Regions from separate parts of the Sus scrofa genome. Here regions 2 and 3 are each linked to region 1. Evidence: chromatin contacts called from public Hi-C data. All regions are on one chromosome and are shown on one strand. The core of a region is the stretch at or near the end of the contact, and the rest is flanking DNA. Distances in the headings are between cores, read along the strand shown.

Region 1 (2,683 bases), core at 134-2,633:
TCTGCCCCCTCCCAGCCAGGGGCATCTTCCAGGGCTTGGGTGCCTGCCCTGGGGAGAACCAGGGAAGGAGGCAGAACTTTTTGGAAAACTCAGGCCAGGTGATGGGAGGAGGCACTCTATGCTTTTTCTCCAACACTGAATCCAACCCTCCAAGTCCTGAATATCCAGGCCTCATTCCCCAGGCACTTAGCATCTTCAAATAACAATTTTTAAAAAAGGGGAGAAGAGGCATACTTATCAGTAACATTCCTATGAGTTAAGTTAATTCCAAAGAAAGAAAGGAAAAAAAAAAAGTGTACACAGATGCAGAGGCTGTGATTGGCCAAGACGGGTGTGTAGAGATCCTCCCCCCCCATTTGCAGTGCACACAGATCCCATCTCTGGAAGCCAGGAAGGCCTAACCTCACCCTACCTGGATGGAACTCTGAGACCCAAAGATGGAAATGGTTGGCCCACGATCATCAACAGCTGAGATGGCAGAAAGCAGTTGCCCTGGCTTGCTGGCTGCAGGCATGGGGGTCCGGCACTGGATGCCTTTGCAGAGGTCAAGCCCCACCCGGGTGGCGTTTTATCTCTTTCTCTTGTTGTTTTGTAAATTCTCTAAGCTCATCCGCTGACCTCCCTGAGTGCCTTTTATCGCGGAACAAAATAAGCCGAAATAGAGCTCCAAAGGAATCTAGAGACCTCACTCCTAAAACCTCCCAGGACTCTCCTCCATAGTCGTTCCAATACCGGACACCCCTCTCCCAAACATCCTGACTCCAGACTTAATGGCATTAAGAACTCGAACTAGGTCCGTCTACTTCCGCACAAGACGGGTCCTGCTCTTCTCAGAAAGTCAGCCCTGTATCTGTAAAGCCCGGCAGAACCTGAGCTTATGTGGATGTCTCTTTGTGGTGGCTCATTCAGGGTATGTCACATTCACGTCACCGGGGGTGGGGGGCGGGGGGGGGGTCCTGAAGAGCTGGGTTAAAAGCCACTCAGAAGCAGCGGTCCCCAGCCCCACCGTGCTCCAGGGTCCCAGTGGCGAGTGGTTGCCCATATCCCGAGGCCATCCCCTGGGGAAGTGGTTAAATCTGCCCTCCGCGAAAAGAGATCAAAGACAAAAAAACATTGGGTCTTAAGTTTCCTTGCTGGAGCTCCTGGAAATGGGGGAGGAAGAGAGATGCGGAGAAAAGCGGGTGCAGAAGGGGCTGGCGAGGGCAGGGAGGGGAAAGAAGGGAGGAGGGCCCAGAGGCTCGCGAGAGGAGATGGAGCGGAGCAGAGCACAGATTAGCCGCCGGGCCTCGGACCACCGCTCACCCCCAGCAACCTGAGTCACAGGGAAGGCAGCGGGGACTGGAGGCGGCGCTAGACTGAAGCCAGGGCCTCCTGCAGCCTCCCCACGCCCTGCAGCTGTCTGACACCGCCTAGTGGCTCCTCTCTGTACTTCCACCCTCGTTCCCCTCAGCAGCACCCCCCCCCTCCCCCGAGGTGCTTCATTGTCTGACTTCTTCTGGCTGCCGAAACCAGAAACCCCGAAAGTTAACCAGGTCAGTCCCCCCAAAGGCTTAACATCACCCGCCAACCTTAGGGGTGGTCAGAACTGCTGCCTCCCTTTACCTATGAAGGGCTCCCAACTTTTTTTTTTTTTCTTTTTTTCTTTTTAGGGCGCACCCGCTGGGCTTATGGAAGTTCCCAGGCTAGGGGTTGAATCAGAGCTGCAGCTGCCAGCCTACACCACAGCCACAGCAATGCAGGATCCAACCCGCGTCTGCAACCTACACCAGAGCTCATGGCAACACTGGATCCTTAACCTACTGATCCTTAACCTACTTAACCTACTGGATCCTTAACCTACTGAGCATCCTCTTGGATACTAGGTGGGTTCCTTACTACTAAGACACAACTGGTACTCCTGTCTTTTTCTTTTCTTTTTTTCTTTTTTCTTTTTTTAGGGGCTCCCATTTTTTACCCATAGGGTCAGATTTTCACTTGTAAATAATGGTGCTGATGGAGCTGGAATGCTGGCCTCCTAGCTCCTTCCCTGGCTTCTGGGTACGCCCTGACACCCATCGAGACTGTTCCACCCAGCTCTTAGCCTTCCACCACCTCTGATTCTTGTGCAGTGTTCTCAGTATTTATCTACCTGTGTCTTATTAATCCAGGCCTGGAATGCTGTAGTGATGTTGGGCTGTACCTGCAGTCTGCCCCGGGGCATACATGCACACTGAGGACCTCTTAGGAAACCCAGCATATATTAAATTCCCATATGTAAGTGAGTTTGTTTCTGGACTTGCTATTCTGTTCCATTGATCCAGTTGTCTCTGACCAGTCAAATGTCTTTTCTATTTTAATGTCTTCATAGCTCACTGTCCTTTCTTTAAATTGACTTTCTGTTATTGACCACTTCACAAGACTCAGAATAAACTTATGATGATACAGAATTTATGTCTTTTTAGGGCCGCACCTGCAGCATATGGAGGTTCCCAGGCTAGGGGTCCAATCAGAGCTATAGCCGCTGGCCTATGCCACAGCACAGCAATGCCAGATCCGATGCACCTCTGCAACCTACACCACAGCTCAAGGCGATGATGGATTCTTAACCCACCGAGAGAGGCCAGGGGTCAAACTTGTGTCCTCATGGATGCTAGTCGGGTTCGTTAAGCACTGAGCCATAACAGGAACTCCCAATACTGAATTT
Region 2 (2,683 bases), core at 71-2,570, 190 kb after region 1:
TAACTAAGTGGCACTCTCGACTTCTATTCAATGGAACCATTATGGCGTCTTCAAATGGAACCATCCCTCTGTTAGAAACTAAGACCACCACACCAATGGATTCTAAAGGTGCAAGAACAGCAGGCAAAAATTCTGTAAATGGGTGAATTGTAATAATTGCGGAGCCACTCCCAGTCTACCCCTTGATTCCTAGGTCCTGTTATGGTCTATCTTCGGGAAAAGTAGCATCATGTTTTGGTCACTGATACAAAGCATATTGCACATCCTATAAGGCAAAATCTCAGGATTTCAGGTTATTAGTCCCAATTAGCACTGTATCTTTCTATTCCATCATTCAAGCCAAAAGGGGCCACTTGGTAAAAACAGTGATTTCCATGGGCTTGAACCCATCATTAGTTATTGAAATGAATTCCTTGGTCAGAAGTAAGGTTGTATGGATACATTAGATGTACAAAGCATTCTGTAAATTCATAGATGGTGATGGTGCTACATGTCAAAGCTGGAGAAGGCAAATCCATATTCAGAATGCTAGCTATTCTGGTGGGAATAAAACATTATTCCCTTCCAGGAGGTCCTTGGTGGCCTAGCAGTTAAAGTTGCGGCATTACCACTGCTGTGGCTCAGGTTCAATCCCTGGCCTGGGAACTTGATTCAGGCAAGGCCGAAAAAAGAAAAAAAAGAAAAAATTTGAAATTCCCACTCTGGCACAGTGGGCTAATGATCTGGATTGTCTCTGTGGAGGCGCCAGTTTGATCCCTTGCCCGGCACAGTGGATTAAGTATCCTGCATCACTACAGCTGTGGCATAGGTTGCAGCTCTGGCTGGGAATTGATCCCTGGTCCATCAACTTCCTTATGCCTCTGGGACAGCTGGAAAGGAAAAAAAAAAAACAAAACAAAACATTATTCCCTTCCTAATGAAAGGGGCCCTGATGTAATCACCCAGCCACCATATGGCTGGCTGACCCACCCACCCAAGGAAAGCTGCTCTACAGGGCTCTTAGTAATGGTCCCTGCTATTGGTAGGTTAGAGTCTCAGTAAGAGCAGTACCCATATTAGTTTCAGTGAAGAGAAGGCCTTCTCAGAATTCCGAGCACCAACTTAGCAGAGCCTGAGGTCCCAGAGGAGCTGGTAAGCCCCCGCTTTGTCACAAGTCTCCAGGAGACCTCCCCTCTGATGTCCCTATCCTGAAGTCCCCACCCTCTTCTGCTTGCCTCCCAGTTCCCCCCCAGCTTCTGTGGTTACAATCTCCTTATCATCCAGTATGCCTTCTTTGCTCTTTCAGCCAATGGCCAGGAAGCCACAGGAGAAAGGAAGAAGCCAGGGGGTTGCTCATCGGCCCTCCTCCTCTGTCTCTGGAAGCTTCTTCAGGGAAAGCTGTCTTCACCACAGCTCCAAGTGCTATGGGTCAGACACACTGTGATACTAGTCTCTCTTGGGAGACCCCGCCCCCTGGCTGTGATAACTCTACCTACTCCTTTTGACCCTCTGACCTCGGGGTGGTCAGAAGGCGTTTCCTTCTGTTGCTTCTCTGGATGCCTCATCAGCCCCGGTTTAGTACCTCAGCTACTCCATCCCCGTGCAACCAACACCTAGCATCAAATCCCATCTGCTTCACAGATCTCAGTGGTTTCTCCGAAGTTTGTGAGCCCCTAACATAGATATATTTGATTGGTTTGGATTTGGGGTGTTTTGTTTTTTTTTTTGTTTTTTTGGTTTTTTTTGTCTTTTTGGCATTTCTTGGGCTGCTTCTGCAGCATATGGAGGTTCCCAGGCTAGGCGTCGAATCGGAGCTGTAGCTGCCAGCCTACGCCAGAGCCACAGCAACGCAGGATCCGAGCTGTGTCTGCAACCTACACCACAGCTCACGGCAACGCCGGATCCTTAACCCACTGAGCAAAGACAGGGATCGAACCTGCAACCTCATGGTTCCCAGTCGGATTCATTAACCACTGCGCCACGACAGGAACTCCAATTTGGGGTGTTTTTTATTTTTATTTTTTCTTATAGCTGATTTACAATGTTCTGTCAATTTCTGCTGTACGGTAAAGTGACAGTTACACATATATATGCATTGTTTTTCTCATATCATCCTTCATTATATTCCATCATAAGTGGCTAGATATAGTTCCCCGTGCTATACAGCAGGATCTCATTGCTTATCCACTCCAAATGCAGTAGTTTGCATCAACTAACCCCAAACTCTCAGTCTCTCCCACTCTCTCCCCCTCTTCCTTGGCACAAGTCTGGATTTTGAAAGCACTTTCACTCCCCCACCTTCGTTTTCATGAAACAATCTTGTTTCATACCTCAAGGTTCAGCATGAAAATTCTTTCCCTTTTAAAGACCTTCTGTCTCCTACTTCCTCTCATCTCCTCTTGCCCTTGCTCTGCCTCTGGACCCTCTCAGCACTGGGTTCTGCCACTTGTTCCATAAAATTGTTCCTGTGTTTGTTGTTGACTGGGATGAGACTTTCTTGATGGCAGGAATTAAATTTTATGCACCTATTTTATTTTATTTATTTTCTATCTTTTAGGGCCGCACCAGCGGCATGTAGAGGTTCCCAGGCTAGGGGTCGAATCGGAACTGTAGCCGCTGGCCTACACCACAGCCACAGAAACACCAGATCTGTGCGGTACCTGTGACCTACACCACGGCTCACAGCAATGCCGGATCCTTAACC
Region 3 (2,683 bases), core at 49-2,548, 170 kb before region 1:
GCTGAGCTTTTTCTACTTTTACAAAGGTAAATTTCCCTATAATTGCCTGACAACTAAATGTGATAAGAGTGGACCTCAAACTCCCTTAAACAGGCTGATCTTGTTCAACCACCGCTAGGGATGCACTTTTATTCTCTGATGAATGAAACTCAAAGTTCACAGCATCAGAGTAAAAAAGAAAATGACAGTGGAGACTGCTCGTGCCAGCAGAGGGGTTACTCCTTCCCTCGGTCATTGCTCAGGTGGCCCCAGGAAAGCTTATCTGCTAAGCTGCCTGGTCCCCTTCCCTCCTCAAGACCCCTCCACACGGATGCCAGGACTTCACGAGCCTCAGCCTAGGGGCCCGGTGCTGGCTGGTTACTGTGGACCGTGGAGAAAAGTAGAGGTGGTACCTGCGCTCAAGGCTCTACCATGTAGCTGCTACGGGAATCGAGACTCAAATCACAGTTGAGCATTCCAAGGCAGGACAAGCTGTTTACCATCTGCACACGAGTCACGCTCAAAGCAAGAAGCTATAGAATTGAAGTCTGGGCCTTAAAACACATCTTTCTGGATAAATGTTAATGGCATTCTAATTAGAGCCAAGGGCCAACCCACAATCATTTGCTGAGCCTGTGAGATGCTCCAGGTACCTGGAGTATTATGCCTGTATGTGTTTTTGAGGCCAAGTGCCCACTGGAGATGCTGGCAGCACGTGCCCAGCCCTCACCCTAGGTGGCCCTGGTGGAAGATCTGAGGTTGTTGCCCCTTCCCCTCCCCAGCCTGCCTCCCTCATTGCCTCCCCAAGCCTAGAGGTGGCTTGTAAGGCCTGGGCTGGGTGAAGATTAGGGGCAGAGGTAATGAGAGAGTAGGCGAGGGCTGGGGATCCAGCGCTGGGGCCGAAGTGGGCAGGCCTGGGGTCTGAGGCCCAGGGCCTCGAGTACATCGTTCCTGTCCCTGGCCCTTTCCTCCTCCTTCCCCAGGGTTCTACCAGCACTCCCTGCTCTGAGCCTGGGCTACTGCTTCTGTGGGCTTCCTCTAGAATGGAGAGCAGCCTGACAGCTTCTCCCTGATCCTCCAGGGCTGTGGCAGGGAAGGACCAGGAGGCTGAGCAGGAGTCTGCAGTTCATGGGGCAGCTCACAGGTTCTTCCAGTCCAGCCAGTGTGCACCTGGGAGGGGGTGTGGTGAGGGTTTGGAAGAGAGCTGAGGGGGTGAGGGGCAACAGGGCCGCAGCTGTCCCTGACTAGAGCCGCATGAGCTCCAGCCAAGTGGGAGGCCGGTGAGACGCAGGTCAGGCGGTGGCGCTAGGGAGGAGAGCACGGCTGTGGCCAGTCAGTGCTCTGCTGGATCTGCTGGCTCTGAGCAGGTCCGGGAAGGGGCCACCACATAGTTTCCGAACTGACAGCCAAGTGGGTGAGAGGCTGCTCCAGCTCTCCCAACCCCTGGCACGTGGCCTGTATCTTCGGGGTGAGCCCTCCTTCTTGCTGTGTCCACGATAGGAAGGGATGTACTGGGGCGGGGGGTGGGGAGTCCGGGCCCCATCAGGGAGCAGCTCCCATCCTCAGTGGCCCTCTGGCCTCAGGCCCCTCCTTGGTGAACCTGGCCTGTGTGTGAACCTGGCAGGGAGCCACCTGTGGATTCTTTCCTCTAGGTTGTAAGGACAAAGCATGAGAAGCCTGTTTTAAACAATTAGGAACATGCTTTTTGTCTGGGGCTTTTACCTAGTTTCTAAAACTCCTAGTAGTCAGGGGTATCAGGAATCTGTGTATCCAGGGCAATCTCTGCCCTTTTCCTCTCCCAACCCCCTGCGAGGAGCTACAGGAAGATATTGAAAGTGTGTATTTTGGGCCAGGGCTCTTCCAGCTCTGGGCATTGACTCTAATTCTTGTGGTCTGTTGCTGTTAGAGCTGAAGCCCCAGGCCCTGGCGGGCACAGTGCCCTGCCTCCCAGCCTACATCCTCTACATGTGTATCAGGCACGCGGACTACGTGAACGATGACCTCAAGGTGCACTCCCTGCTGACCTCCACCATCAACGGCATCAAGAAAGTCCTCAAGGTCAGTGTCCAGGCCGACGGTGGTTGGTGGGGAACTGAGTGAAGCCAGCAGCTCACCGTTGCTTCTCTCAGCCTGGGTTTTGCGGGAAGAAGTTCTCCAGACTCTCCAGCCCTAGAGGGAAATAAATGACAGCTGACCTCTAGGTAAATGCAATGCCAGAACGTTTCACCAGCATCTTCCCAACACCCCTGGTGTTGGGTCATTGATAGATGAGAACAGAGCAGCTGGAGTCAAGCTCATTTGTATCGCCTGGCTTCATAGTCATAGCCACAGAAACAGTTTTTCTGCCGTGTGTGTGTGTGTGTGTGTGTGTGTGTGTGCGCGCGCATGTACATGCATGTGTGTGCCACCAATCAGGGTACCAGAACAGGGTTGTGTGTCATACCCAGTAGTGGATGAGCAGTAGCTCTTGTGGCGGTAGCTCTCATCTCCTGACTGTGACTAGCCAGGGCCTGCCAGGTGAGAGAATGAAACAGGTAAGCATTTGGCCAGATGGGAACCACTGACTTATGACCAGGAATGGCTTTTTCTTTTCACAGAAGCACAATGATGACTTTGAGATGACGTCATTCTGGTTATCCAATACCTGCCGCCTCCTGCATTGCTTGAAGCAGTACAGCGGCGATGAGGTGAGGCCATGGTGAGC

The links. Hi-C and Micro-C count contacts between places; a contact is called where the count stands out from the background.
Region 2: a Hi-C map of omental adipose tissue shows a contact between it and region 1, with 1.8 times the contacts expected there. The contact joins two enhancer-like sites. A contact is called at or near these places in 15 of 47 Hi-C or Micro-C datasets (adipose tissue, alveolar macrophages, brain and 10 more).
Region 3: a contact with region 1 is called in a Hi-C map of liver, with 1.9 times the contacts expected there. The contact joins two enhancer-like sites. A contact is called at or near these places in 1 of 5 promoter capture datasets (liver) and 3 of 47 Hi-C or Micro-C datasets (embryonic fibroblasts, epiblast stem cells and liver).

Annotation. Positions count from the first base shown.
Region 1 is chr1:99,261,006-99,263,688 of Sscrofa11.1, reverse strand. No RefSeq gene overlaps it. Among named protein-coding and RNA genes, the nearest start is that of ACAA2, 48 kb to the left of the region's middle. Within about 2 kb of position 1,383, at least 17 of the 83 cell types and tissues checked have an H3K27ac peak or open chromatin away from gene starts, as enhancers often do. A contact at or near this core is called in liver and omental adipose tissue, where this site is marked.
Region 2 is chr1:99,069,313-99,071,995 of Sscrofa11.1, reverse strand. No RefSeq gene overlaps it. Among named protein-coding and RNA genes, the nearest start is that of LIPG, 11 kb to the left of the region's middle. Within about 2 kb of position 1,320, at least 1 of the 83 cell types and tissues checked has an H3K27ac peak or open chromatin away from gene starts, as enhancers often do. A contact at or near this core is called in omental adipose tissue, where this site is marked.
Region 3 is chr1:99,429,721-99,432,403 of Sscrofa11.1, reverse strand. MYO5B (unconventional myosin-Vb) reads left to right here. Exons shown (of 39, transcript XM_021093027.1): 33 at 1,886-2,037; 34 at 2,577-2,666. Among named protein-coding and RNA genes, the nearest start is that of ACAA2, 120 kb to the right of the region's middle. Within about 2 kb of position 1,298, at least 16 of the 83 cell types and tissues checked have an H3K27ac peak or open chromatin away from gene starts, as enhancers often do. A contact at or near this core is called in liver, where this site is marked.